Regions from separate parts of the Urocitellus parryii genome. Here all the other regions are linked to region 1. The links are chromatin contacts, called in public Hi-C maps. All regions are on one chromosome and are shown on one strand. The core of a region is the stretch at or near the end of the contact, and the rest is flanking DNA. Distances in the headings are between cores, read along the strand shown. Region 1 holds the start of Nemf (nuclear export mediator factor). Region 2 holds the start of Dnaaf2 (dynein axonemal assembly factor 2). Region 3 holds the start of Vcpkmt (valosin containing protein lysine methyltransferase).

Region 1 (4,514 bases), core at 1,908-4,407:
GGGAGACTGCGTCAGGAAAATTAAAAGTTGTAGGCCAGCAACTCAGTGAAACCCTGTCTCAAAAATAAAATAAAATAAAATAAAGGGGACTGGGGATGTGGCTCAAGCGGTAGCGTGCTCATCTGGCATGCATGCGGCCCGGGTTCGATCCTCAGCACCACATACAAACAAAGATGTTGTGTCCACCAAGAACTAAAAAATAAATATTAAAATTCTCTCTCTCTCTCCCTCTCTCTCACTGTCTCTTAAAAAAAAAAATAAATAAATAAATAAAATAAAAAAGGGCTGAGAATGTAGCTGGTACTGGGGTTCCATCCCCAGTACCCCCCATAAATAAATAAATACATAAAATAAACTTTAATAATTTAATAACTTTGTGAAAGCTCTTATAAAATGGGAAACACCTAATCTTTAATCAAAAACAAATTCTAAGTTGCTGGGGGTAAAGTTCTTCTCTATAGTCTCTACTGAAATAATACAATGCCATAACAAATTTCTAAAGAACAGGGGAGAAGAAGGAAATTAACACATATGCAACTCTAATACGTGTCAAGCATTGTGTTAGATACTTTACCTGTTACTTCAATTAATTTTCATCAATAACTCTGAGGGAGTTACTAACCACATTTTACACTTAAATAAACTAAGTTCTGAAAGGTTAAATAAGTTTTACAGGTTAAAAAAATATTTAGTGGCAAATTAATTAATTCAAGTTTAGGTATATCTAACTAAAAAGTCAGTCTTCTATATATCACATGAATTTTTAATATATCGTTGTATCATGGGTAATATGTCAGGCATGGTTGTGTATGCCTGTAATCAATCCTAGCTACTTGGTAAGCTTAGGCAGGAGAATCACAAGTTTCAGGTCAGTCTGGGCAATTTGGCAAGACCCTGTTCCAAAATAAAATAAAGAGTAAGGGTGTAGCTTAGTGCTTGCATAGCATGTGCAACGGTTCAATCCATAATGCTCCCCATCTTCCCCCCACATACACAAAAAGGGTCACATGCCCACAAACGTAAAAATCTCAATTTTAATACTAAAACCAAAAACAAAGAGAGAAATGAAAAAATAACAAGATTTAATGACTTGGTAACTTTTTTTTTTTTTAATTTTTAGTTGTAGATGGACATGACACCTTTGTTTATTTATTTTTATGTGGTGCTAGGGATCAAACCCAGTGCCTCACACATGCTAAGCGAGTGCTAGGCCAGTGCTCTACCACTAAGCCACAACCCCAGCACCTTGATAACATATTAATATCATTAAGTATTCTACCAAAATACAGATCGGGAAGAGGGATACAGTCCACAAAGGTGAGCTCTAGGTGATAAGACTAGGGGGAAAAAATGGGGAGGGGCTGATCATAGAAAGCCAACAATGTCAGGATACTGGGTATGAATTCAGAAATTAGAGCATCATATCAGGTGAAATAACTAATGAAAATGTCTAGCATGCTACAGCGGTACACACCTGTAATCCCAGCAGTTTAGGAGGCTGAAACGGGAGAATGGCAAGTTCAAAGCCAGCCTCAGCAAGGCAAGGCACTAAGCAACTGAATGAGATCCTGTCTCTAAATAAAATACAAAACAGGGCTGGGGATGTGGCTCAGTAGTTGAGTACCCCTGACTTCAATCTTAGTACCCTCCTAAAATAAGAAAATTAATGTTGTCTAAGAGAATTGTTTTGAAGGAGAGAGGAGGAGTACAGTTAAGGGGCTATACAGTTGGTTGGGATAAAGACTGAACTGGAACTTGATTGTGGAAACAGAAAAAAGACTTGTAAGATAACAGGGAGAAATCAATAAACACCTACTTTATTCATCCCATTACCTATTAACTATTCCCTCTACCTTTATCTGTGTTTTATTCATAACAGCATAGAAAACCCAAACAGTTTAAAAACTCAATTGTTAGTTATCAAGTCCTTAAAATTTAGCTCCCAACATAACTTAAAATTTACCTTCATGGCAAAACTAGATGGCATCATATTCTTTGGCCATTCAAATTCTGTTGTGTGAATCCGTATGCCAGATTCAAGTAAAAGTGTTGCTTTAAAGTCTGGTCTATAGAAGAAAAAAGGTCAAATTTTTAAGGGAATTTGCCAAAGTTTACTCTATAAAACAGATTTAAAATGTGGATAAGAAAATCAAAAATCTCATAATTACCAAAGAGAAAACAAACCTATAAAATTTTCTTACTTTTGAAGACGAATAAGATATGTCTTATTATCCACATCATAAACATTGTTTACTCTCATTCCTAGCAAGCTGAAAAGACAAAAGAAACATGTAACAAAACACACTATTGTTTGAAACATAAAACTACGCACAGTTTAATTAAAGCTGCAAAACAGGAACTCTTCAGCTTTATCAAAGTGGGAGTCCAGAGACCATTAAGGCATTCTGTCCGAAACTTAAAGCGTAACCACTTAAGCACAGAAGTGGTCTGTCAGCCCTGGGAACATCATAAAATGCCTCGCGTCTTTGAAATAACTCACTCCTTTGGGGCGGGGGGTATAGTAAAATGTAACCAATTTATGACAAAAAGAGAAAAAAGACAAACGAGGCCCCCGGAAGTATGACAAAGGTCACTCAGATGAATAATACGAAACAAGACCAGAATCCAGGTCTCAGTCCATATCTGCCAATGCCAGTTGAAACAGCAAGGTTAGCTTTCTCTGGCGTGAGGGCTGTTGAGGAAACCAGGCCTCCGGTCTGGAAACCAAAAACAGAGGACCAACTGGCGTCTCCGGTTATTCCAAACATTTGCTGCCAGACCAGGGTCGACAAGGCGAGAGCGCCGCAATTGCGGGACAAAAACAGGGCGCAGAGGGCTGGAGAAGGGGTCCGCGGTCCCTGGGGCCTCCCGGGTGTCCTGAGGGCAGCAGCAAAGACGCCACGCGCAAGCCCACCCGGGCCTAACCAGGTCCACAGAACAGACTGGAAGGCAATAAGGGGACACATCAGGCTGGTCTTGTTTTCAACGTGGGGCCCCTGATCTGCTTCCTGCAGTTCTAGCAGGAGCCTAGCCACCTACAGGACCGTACCTAGCATTCAGCTCCGCCAATACGGCACGGAGGTCAATCGTGCTAAAGCGCGTCTTCATGGCGAGGCGTTGAGTGTCGCTACCGCAGTTTTCTCCGCTGCCAGCCTGACTCGACGCCGCTACTCTTCCGCGCAGGCGCACTTGAAGGAGACCTACGGTCGCCCTGAGGATCCAATATTCATTGAAGGGAACCCGTTTGCGTATTTGTCTGAAGAATTAACTATTAAATTACAATCGACTCGCTTTTTGTTACACCAAGACAATTCGAAATAAATAGATACAAACTGTTCTCATAAATCTGCATCCCTTCCTCGAACATTTACGGGCCACTCTGGTTACCCTGTCCCCTGGTTTGGGAACTCAATCCAGCCTCCATAGTGACTCCTGCTGGTCATAACAATTTTTAAGGGGAATATCGGGAGAATTCCCCCCGGTAGACGATAGGGCTCAGTATAGAAGAGCAATGACCCTGGATTACTTAAACGTGTCGAATTTGTAAATGTAAGGAAGCCGAACTGTTTCATTCATCCTAAAATTGTCTTCCATGATCGAGGAGAAGCCTGAAAGAGAAGTTACTATTTTCATGGGTACTGCTCTGCGACAGAGCATTTTGCCTCATCCAACCCTGGTCTCGGTATCCCCGAGACTCGGTGTAGAATCTGGTATACAACTGGGGCTTCATGAATTCTCGTTACCCTGAATAGTCAAGTGTTTCACTAGATAATGATGAAGTAAGATAAACCTAAAAATAAGATTTCTCACTTTGTGGGGGATGGAGGATGAAACAATGTGTGAAATTAATAGTCATGCAAAAAAAAAAATATAAATAGGCAAGTTTTGGTTGTCTTAGGGTAAATTCATGGGAAGAAAGACCACTTTAATTGAGAACTCAAAAGACCCTGGGTCTCACTATGTTGCCTAAGTTGAGCCGCAGTTGCTATTGACCACTGCAATCCCACTGTTGATCAGCACAGGAGTTTTTATTTGTTTATTTTGTTCCTGGTGATTGAACTTAACCACTGAACCGCATCCCCAGCCCATTTGATTCCCCCCAGACAGGGTTTCCCTAAATTGTTCAGGGCCTTGCTAAGTTGCTGAGGCTGGCTTTGAACTTGCAATCCTCCTGCTCCAGAGTCGCTGGGTTACAGGTGTTTCTGACTTGCGATGGTTCACCTCCTTAGGCAACCTGAGGGCCCCCAGCTCCTGGGCGGTCACCATGCATAGCGCACAACTCCTGGGGTAAAAAGATACCTCTGCCCTAGCCTCCAGGCATAGAGCAGAAAGCGCCTGGGCTGAGTCTGAGGGCCACACATCTCCGCAACTAGACTCCCTACCCTTAGAAAGTGACACTTAAGATGAAAGGGTGTGGTATAGATTCAGAATAACCCAAGAATTATAGTTGCGAAAGGGGCTACAGTACATATGGCACAACATAACTTTGTCATATGGCACAATATAACTTTGTC
Region 2 (4,615 bases), core at 1,493-3,992, 170 kb before region 1:
GCTAATCTCGGGTTCTTTGGTACTTAATTTATTTTCTGGAGCAAACTGCAAGAAGAAGGAATAAACCGAGTCTTGTGTGGAGAAGCACAGTTTGTACCAGAGGGGGTTCAGATTCCACTGAAGACTTTGAGGCTGAATCCGCGGCACTTGAATTAGCAGAGTCAAGGATTCTTCATCCTGATTACACTGCATAGGAGGACACAAAGGTTCCCTGCTGTCGGTGTCGGGGCCACCCATTGCTGGGTCAGAAGGCTCGCCACCCGGGCCCTCCAGGTCCTCATGTGTCTCTACACTGATATCTCCGCACGCACTCCCTCTTCCTACAGGAGACTCCTGGTCAAGGGCCAGGGATGAAGTACTGGGGGAGCATACGCCACCATCCCCAGGTGAGCTCCCAGCTCCTGGGGACGACTTCTCCTCTAGGCCTGGCGGCGACACCGAGTGCCTACCCAAACCTCGCTCTTCCGGCTGGAGTTCTCTTTCCTCCCCAGCGCGCGCTGACAGAGACGCCACCTCAAGGGCACCTGGGGTGGCGATCCCAGCGTCTACCACCTGGATCCCGTTGGGATCCGGGCTGGATCTCAAGGGGCCCGCTTTCCCCACGCTAGCGGAAGCGCAGGCCACGCCATCAGTTCCGGACTGGCCCCCCGACTCTTCCGGCGCCGCAGGGGGCCCGCGGCGCGCGAATGGCGCCACTGGTAGCGTGACCACCAGCTGCCGCCGGGCCTTGTTGAACTGCGCCTTGCCACGGCTGTCGTCCACCGGGTAGGGGAGCGAGAACCGCAGCCGGTAGTCGGGGTTCCTCGAGTCAAGACACAACAGCTTTCCCGTCACTTCCAGCGCCGCCTGTTCAGCTGAGCGCAGCAGCGGCAGCTCGATGGTGACCACCAGCTCGTGCGGCACCGAGCTCGGGGCCGAGTCCCGGGAGCACCGGTAATCCTGAAGGTCCACGTGGTGGCGCTGCACCACGCTGCAGCGGGGCTCGGTGGGGGCGGGCTGCTGAGTCTCCGGCGCAGGTTTGGGAACCTGGGGCCCCGGGCCGACGGAGCTCTGGGCTGTCGCTGGGTACCGGTAGGGATAGGGAAAATCTGAGAGAGGATCCTCCTTCCTGTTGGGTGGGGCCCGGACGCTCCCCGGAAGGGGCGTGCGCAGCACGGCAGCCTCTGGGGTCCCCTTATATTTAGTCTTCAGGGTCTTGGCGTTCCTGCGGTCCAGCTTGACGCCGAACTGCTTCTCGACTGCCTCCAGGGCCGTGGCGTCCAGCATCTGACAGAAGCGCTTGTTGCGCCGGGCCAGCGCCAGCGTTTCTGGGTGGAACACCACATCGTAAACCTTGTAGCGGGTGCCGCTGCGCCCCGCGTACTCTCTGCCAGGCGCCAAGCTGTACGGCAGGGACCAGTGGCTACCCATCGCCGCGCCACCGCCGTCCCCCGGGCCTGGCCGGCTGCTGGGCGCGCCCACCAGGTCGTTGCTGCATACATTCACGAAGCAGCGCAGAGCCCCGTCCAGGCTGGTACGCAGCACGTGGCCTGGCTCCGGGTGCACGAACCGCACCTCCACTCCGCGCTCACGCTCCAGTGCGGTGATCTCTTCCTCGTAGCGCCTCCGGTTTTCTGGGTCATTGAGCTCCTCGGCGTACTCGGAGAACATTCGCCGGAACTCCGGATCCTGGAAGGCGGAGGTGAGCCGCTGGACCTCCTCTCCGCTCAGGTCCAAATCCTCCAGCGCCGAGGAGGCTGCCGCTTTGGCCATGCTGCCCCGCAGCTCCTCGCCCTCACCCCAGGGGTGATCAGTCCAAGACTGGTTGGGCAGGGTGCCCCGCAGAGTCTCTGGTACGCGGAGAGCGAAAGGGCTGAGGTCGGTAACGGCCGCAGGATTGAGCCTTGAGCAGCGCGTGCTGGTTGCCACGGTAACCCCCACTGACACCCGGAAGGAGCAGCAGCAATCAGCTGGAGGTGCCAGAAACGGCCTCATTATTTCTTCAAAACAAGCAACTACTTGCCGTTTTTTAGATGCTTATGCCAAGATGCATTTACTTCTGCTGTCTATGGTAAAATTGTCATAATTGCCAGTATTGTGTACAAGATCTCATTCATTGTTGACTTTTAAGTTAAAATTTTCACAAACGAGAGACATGAGAAGTTACCTGATCAAGGTTGCACAGCCAGTGTGTTCACAAGCTGTGATTTTTAACCTGACTTACATGTGTTTTTTCACTTTACTAAAACATTTCAATCTTAGTTTTCCTCCTTTTTATCTTCTGGATAATCTGCCATACAGTTTACCCAGTAAAAGCTCATTTAGAGCAAAAGATAAGGGCAGGGTATTCATAAACAAATATGCCAATGAATGTAAAATGTAAAGCTGTAGTTCAGTGGTAGAGCACTGGCCTAGGTTCTCACCCACTTTTATTTAAAAGTAAATAAAATAAAGATATTATGCCCATTTTTGGTAACAGGAATTGAACTCAGGGGCACTTGATCACTGAGTCACATCCCCAGCCCTAGCCCTTTGTTATTTGTTCTTTGAGACAGCGTCTTGCTAAATTGCTAGGGCTGGCTTTGAACTCTTGATCCTCCTGCCTCAGCCTTCCAAGCCGCTTGGATTACAGGCGTGGGTGTCATCGCAACCGGCTACAACTAAAGAAAATTTTTAAAATAATGCAAAATTTAAGATGCCATGTGTCACCTATCAAAATGGCAAAGCTTTCATGATTATTGTTCTCCTCAGGGTGGGAGTAGAATTTTAAGTGTGCTTTTTTTTTTTTTTAAGCCCATATACCCATGGAATAATTGACCCAATACTTATTAAAATAGTATGATTCTAAAAGTTTGGGAAGAATCTAATAGTTCAACAAATAACTGATGAAACAGATTTTGGCAGAGACATATAAGGGAGTTTATGTGGCCATTGTAAAGTATCTTGTAGAAATCCCTCCTCCCTCTTAGGTGCTGGAGATTGAACCAAGGGTCTCATCCCTATAGCATAGGATCTACCACTGAGCTACATACACTTCCAGCCTCAAAGTGTATTTATTGACGGGTAGTTATTTATTCATTGGTAGCTGGCCTATCATTTTTCTATTCTCGGCAACATTTAACACAACAGATGTTGGCATTACCCCAGTGATAAGACCCTTTCTAGATTTTTCTCCTACCTTATATGCTTTCATAGTCTGTTTTGCAAGTTTATTCTGTTCAGTTTCTAAGTAGAGATGCCCCAGGCTGGGACCCTATTTTTTCTCCACCTATACTTGCTCCACAAATATATGTATGCTTACAAATACCAAACTTATATTTCTGGTTCTAACTCTATAGACTCCTTTTATCCAGCTGCTCAAATTTGAGTTCTCCATTTGAACAAGTAATCCTTAGGTCTCTCAGGTTTGAAATGACCAAAAATAGAATTCCTAACTCCTTTTCTTTCCCAAACCTAGGCCTTGATCTCTCAGCAGCATTCAAAGCAGCTTACTATTCCCGTTTGGAACACATTTTTCTCTTGGTGTATAGAACTCCAAGCTCTCTATTTTCCTTCACTTGTCCCTCTTCTGCCAGTTCTCTAAATGTGCTTGTTTATCAGTCCTCTTATCTAGTCACATATCTTCCAAGATGATCTTATTGAGGCTCATGCTTTTAAATGGCATCTATGTTCAGATTAGTTCTTTGAACAGGTTATTTATGCAGTTATTGCACCTACTACATAGGAAAGTAAGTCACTGTTCTAGGCACTGGCACAAAAAAATCATTGTGCTGCAAGGATGTCATGCAACTAATAATCTTGGATGAGTATCACTAACATAATATATTGAAACAATGTAAAATAATACAGATGGCTTGACTCCATTATCTATTAGACAAAATTTGGCTAAACAAATCTCATTGTTAGAAGTCAGGCTACATAACTATGTCAATCAATAACATTAACAGAAAAAAATTTAAAAAGATCTAGTGAGTTCCCTTTTGAGGGGGATGGAGTGTTGTCACAAGAAGGAAAAAGGGGGAATTTCTGGGGTAGGACTGTATCAATCTTGTTATATTGTTAAATTGGCTGTGCAGTTTGTTAAAACTCATTGAGGTGTCCAATGATAATAGGGGACTTTGTGTATCTCATATATTAATTTAAAAGTTTAACAAATTGTTTATAAAAACAAAAATATTTGCCCTCATGGAACTTCAGTGACACCGACACATCTTCAGTCCTATCTGACCACTGATCCCTAAGAGATTTTTCTACCTGGATGTTCAGTAGGCATCTCAAATTAACATGAGCAGAACAAAACTTGATTTTCTCCTCTCAAACCTGTTATTCTCCCAGTCTCAGCAACTAATATTATCCTAGCTATTTAACACCAAAACCTAAGTAATCCTTGATTCTTCTTTAACCTCATCCTGTACTGCCATTCAGTTACAGTTGCCCACATTTTTTTAATCTTCACCATGGTTTTGTAGTTGGTGTTTTCTTCTAGGGTCTGGCTCTATTTATTTGAAGGTAAGCAAGATGAAATCTAGGACTTTGCCTTTCCGGTATTCCACTGGATTCTCTAGGACCTAGAACATGTTAGGTACTCATTTAATGAATAAATACAGCACAGTGAAGAAAAAAGCAAGTTTATTAT
Region 3 (4,970 bases), core at 37-2,536, 220 kb after region 1:
ATTTTAGGGCTGGGGATGTAGCTCAGTAGTAGAGCACTCACATGTGTAAGGCCCTGGATTTGATCTCCAGCCCCCTAATGTCTGCCACGCCCAAGAAAGGTTTTTTTTTTTTTTTTTTAATTTTTAATATTTATTTTTTAGTTTCTGGCGGACACAACATCTTTGTTGGTATGTGGTGCTGAGGATCGAACCCGGGCCGCACGCATGCCAGGCAAACGCACTACCGCTTGAGCCACATCCCCAGCCCTTTTTTTTTTTTTTTTAAAAAAAAAGGTTATCATAGCTTTTCATAACAGATCCAAGTGGTAAAATCCTTTAAAACTTTTGAAGAAGCCTCTAATAAAATGCATATAACACTCTTCTAAACATGATTTGTAGGTATATATGAATGTATATACATAGTCTCTTGTGACTTTTGTTTTATTTTTGCTACAACCATCTATCAACCATAGACAAATATCCTGAATTCAGAGATGTTAAAATGTGAAGAAATGTAGTTTCAGAATACAAAAAACAGTTAATAGATTAGAGAGATTTCACTCACTGAACATTTACCTCCTCGTAGTATATGCAGTCAGCCATCAGTATGTAGTCTGGTGGAGAAGGAAAGTCTTCTATTTCTTCCCCCCTTCAAAATGTCAAACAAGTATTTTAAACTGTTAATAATTTAAAATACTCTTGCTTTATAAGCAAGAGCCAATAAGTTCATTTCGTATTATCATGGCTTTAATGAGATGCAATTTAAAACAAACTATGAATTGTTATTTTAAAACAAGCTGAAAGGCCATACAAACCATTTCAGTACCTTGGCTTGAACAGAACCAGTGACAAGATGTTTGTTCATATTAATATTCATCTTCAGCAAGTCTTGCAATTCCTCAAGATCGGTGACCACAACATCTGCCCTATAAAATAACATTGATTGAGGGGTAGGCACATGGTGGGTAACTGGCAATATGAGTTTCAAAGCAAAGCGGTGTCCCCTCCCTTCAATTCTTACCCGAGGGTAGCAGCCATGAGTCCCACCGCCCCCGTGCCTGAGCCCAACTCCAGCACCGACCGCCGGCTCAACACATGGGCCCCGTCTCCGGAAAACCCCGGCGTTTCCAAGTATTTAGAGAGCACAATGGCAGCGTCCCAAACAACGCAACCCACACCACCGGAGTCATACTGCTGCAGTCGTAGGGCTGTCCCATCCCGCTTCTCCAGAACTCTCACAAAGCTCCGCAGCGGATCCTCCACCACCGAATCCACAGCAGCCGCCATCTCTGCCAGCTAAAGGGTGCAGCTTGCTTAGTGACGACTCATTTGTGCGCCGCTCACAGGCCAAGCCTTGAGAGGGGCCCGCGCCTCCTAGTGGCGGACTTGGCACCTCGCGCGTGCGCAAGTCAACAAAGCCCAGAAGGCTGCAGCACCTTGGGCGTAACCCAGCACTAACCGCCCTTTTCCCTTCCTTCTCCTGTAAAACGCGCCTGGCTTAAGGAACAGCTAGTTTAAGTCACTTTCCGAGATAAAACTAATATAATCCGCTCTGTGAAAAAACAAAGCAAACACTGGAGCATTTTTACGTGGTTAGAGATTGACTCATACTGTAGTTACCTTAAATCCAGGCAGCTTCCCAGAGCCTACCAAAGGTGTCTATTATCTTTCTCAGGAAGTTTCCAAGTGTGCTCCTAGTTTTTCCGTATGAATGCATAAAAAGGATTGCTGGAAACTTGCAGCTTGCATTTACCAGTTAAAAATTTTTTTAATCCCTCTAAAATTTACATCATATAAATTATTTGGGATTATGTAGTTTTAAGTTGCATGAAATAACTCAATGTGTGCATACATATATCTACAGTACTCTAATATCCCCTTGTTCTTTACAATGAAAACACATTTTTTAAAAAGTCTTTTAAAAATTAAGACTGAGGTGATTTATTAATCTTGTTAAGAACTCTGATACAAAGCACAGTAAAAGGCCACAGACCAGTAAATAAAGAACGTGGCTTTTGGCTACTTTACAACCACTGCTACAGCCTATCACATAACATAATTTTCATCACTTTGAGAGAAGGTATCCAAATGGCAAATAAAAGTTTTACCCACTTCTGATTAAAAAGTTTAATAAAGCATTAAGTATTTGCTGGTTTAAATATTACCAATCTAAAAAAATATTTTTAAAAAATTTCAGTTAACACAAGATTTATAGAGAAAGTCACTAGGTTTTGAAGGCAAGGCAGTTGGTTCCTATGCCATAAGAACTTTTCCTCTGAACCTATGAATTAGTAAAGTAGCAGATTGTATTATAGACCTCAAGTCATTTAAATTTATATAGGTTATTAACATTATCTTTAAATATACAATATAAACAAAACTGTACATACATGGCATATTAACTTTGTTTTCCAAAACAATAGGCAACTTATTAGCTAAAGACGCCATACTCTGCAAAAACAAAAGGCACATCTGAATGAAATACATGCCCTTTTTTTCCTCTATAATTGGGTTATGTATTCTTTGTTTACATTTTGACAAAATAATATACACAGTGCATTCTATTATTTTCATTCCACATTTCATTTTTGTCTTCAGCAGCAAATACTGGCATTTAAGACATGGCATTAAAGAATTTAAGAACAGTGGGTGTTATTCACAATTCTCCTAGATGTAAAAACTACAAGTAAAAACCTTCCAGAAGATGGTCAAAGAGATTTAAAAATCAGTAACACCATACACCTCTATATTTGTGTAAATTCATTACCTTAAAAAAGGCCTCTATTACTCAAATTTGAAAAATTCCACAAAAGCACTATCCCCTTTCAGTGCAATCAAAGTCACTTTAAACCATATTTTAGCAGAGTCTACAGTGCAAATATAAATTCATTATACTGGCCTTTTGGCAGCACTGAGGATCCAAGACAAGGCAATGCAACTGATCACCTGAGGATATTGGTAAAGGACTTTTGTATTTTATCTTTCCAATTCTTAAAAGCTTATTTGATCAGTAGCATTTCTGTAAGAGCATTATTTGTAAAAACAAAAAATAAAAACCAAAAAACTAAAATACTATGCCTTTTTGAATAAATTAAAAAAAAAAACTTTACAAATACTATTCCAGTGTCAATGACTACATATGGCTAAGGTCATTGAGGAGTTTCTGCATTTTCTACCATAGACAGTCTGTACAATGGGGGATGTGAAAACTCTCGCTTGTAAGTCTTTGGTGGAAGTTTTGGTAGGTGAGGGCTTGAATTCTGCCTTGGTGGAACAGGGGGAGCTTGAGGATGAGCAAGACTGTTGTGATAGCATCGACGTGGTACCCTTGGAGAGGGCGTGCTAGGAGGAGTGCTTGGTGAATTTGGACATGTACTAATGTCTCTGAGCCAGTCTGGATCTCTGTGAAGATGTCCCAGTGGAGGTGGCTGAAGATTAAACGGACAGTTTATAAAGTGTTCTGGAGGTCGAAGGGGAACTGGTGGAGGGGTATCAGGAAGAGGATCTCTTGGCGGAGGTGGAGGTGGACTATGCAGAAGTCCATCAAATGCACTGGTAGGAACAGGAACTCTGGGTTTTATCTTTGGGGGAGGAGGCTGTCTTGGTGGAATAGCAGGAGGGTCGTCATCAGATTTCACATTTCCCTTTAAAACAAAAAGTTATATAACTATACTTCTTTTCTCCTGAAAAACTTACAAGGCAATTTTAAAAGTCTGAAAAATTCTTCACACAGAAGAATTTTTTAACTCGACACACAAGTTAAATCCAGAAGCTCAAAGTAAATTAATCTGGTTTAATTATCAGATTTATAAGTACATTACTTCTAGTTTAATCCAGGGCTCTGTTTAATACTTCTACATATGAGATGTTTTAATTGAAGTCTTAGAACATAAAGCTTCAATTTATCTTATCTTGCTTTGTGTTACTATTTCATAAATTTAAGAAATTCATGAATTTTAATTATAATAACAGGTAAGCAAAAATAATATATAGTTTTGTAGATGTGAAAGGACATGATGTTAAGGAGACTTAATGTCCAGCTTCTCCTGATTAAGCATTTACTTCTACTTTTCCCAGTGACACTCAGAACAGTGGATTTCAAAGGGTCATCCAAGGACCAGCAACATCAGTACCAGTAGGGAACTTGTTAGAAAAGCAAATTTTTAAAAAAATTATTTGTTCTTTTTAGTTATACATGAAAGGAGATTATATTTTGAGATATTATACATACATGGAGTATAACTTCCGATTCTTCTGGTTGTACATGATGTGGAGTCATGTATTCATTTATGAGCATAGGAAAGTTATGTCTGATTCATTCTACTGTCTTTCCTATTCCCATTCCCTGTCCCTTCCCTTCATTCCCCTTTGTATGAGCCAGTGAATTTCTATTCTCCCCTCCCCTCTGCTTATTGTGAGTTAGCAACTGCACATTGGAGAGAACACTGGGCCTTTGGTTAGAAAAGCAAATATTTGAGCCTCTCTCCAGATCTACTGAATCAAAAACTCCAGGAGTAAGGGTCAACAATCAGGTTTTAACAAGCTTTCCAAAAATTAAATTTGAAAAGCTGATGGAAAGTTGGAAGAATCCTTCACATACTAGTACCAGAAAAAAAGTGTATTTCTGAGTCTGTGAATCAGCACCCCCCCCCTTTTTAAAGGAAAGATTTTTATAAGAATTAAACAACAACTAAAAGCATTTTTCAAATACAACAATATAAATGTGGAAAATGATAAAGAAAAGCCAAAATACAACAAATTCGTAAGAATAAAGTCCTATCTTGAAAATCCATAAATTTTTAAATAAATTGAGGCAAACCCAGGTCCTGTTGACTACCTTTGAATTTGAAGCATCTTGGTCAAACTTTCTTCGAGGAGGAAGTGGAGGAGGAATCAGTAGCTCTTCACTTGGTTTATTCAAACTACCACACGAACTGAAGACAGACTCTAGGGAGGCAAAGATTAGTTTAACCACTATTTACAGTGCAATT

The links. A called contact is a pair of places that touch in the nucleus more often than the background predicts.
Region 2: a contact with region 1 is called in a Hi-C map of liver, with 8 times the contacts expected there. The contact joins the promoter of Dnaaf2 here to the promoter of Nemf in region 1. A contact is called at or near these places in 2 of 2 Hi-C or Micro-C datasets (liver and muscle).
Region 3: a Hi-C map of liver shows a contact between it and region 1, with 5 times the contacts expected there. The contact joins the promoter of Vcpkmt here to the promoter of Nemf in region 1. A contact is called at or near these places in 2 of 2 Hi-C or Micro-C datasets (liver and muscle).

Annotation. Positions count from the first base shown.
Region 1 is chr6:60,135,627-60,140,140 of mUroPar1.hap1, forward strand. It overlaps Nemf (nuclear export mediator factor), which reads right to left and starts at 3,158. Exons shown (of 33, transcript XM_077800246.1): 1 at 3,050-3,158; 2 at 2,202-2,270; 3 at 1,964-2,066. The coding sequence starts at 3,108.
Region 2 is chr6:59,966,256-59,970,870 of mUroPar1.hap1, forward strand. Dnaaf2 (dynein axonemal assembly factor 2) reads right to left here and starts at 2,743. Exons shown (of 3, transcript XM_026391088.2): 1 at 1-2,743. The coding sequence starts at 1,974.
Region 3 is chr6:60,357,934-60,362,903 of mUroPar1.hap1, forward strand. Vcpkmt (valosin containing protein lysine methyltransferase) reads right to left here and starts at 1,287. Exons shown (of 6, transcript XM_077799852.1): 1 at 1,001-1,287; 2 at 795-905; 3 at 556-628. The coding sequence starts at 1,266. Sos2 (SOS Ras/Rho guanine nucleotide exchange factor 2) reads right to left here. Exons shown (of 23, transcript XM_026391068.2): 22 at 4,817-4,926; 23 at 1,792-3,623. The coding sequence ends at 3,129.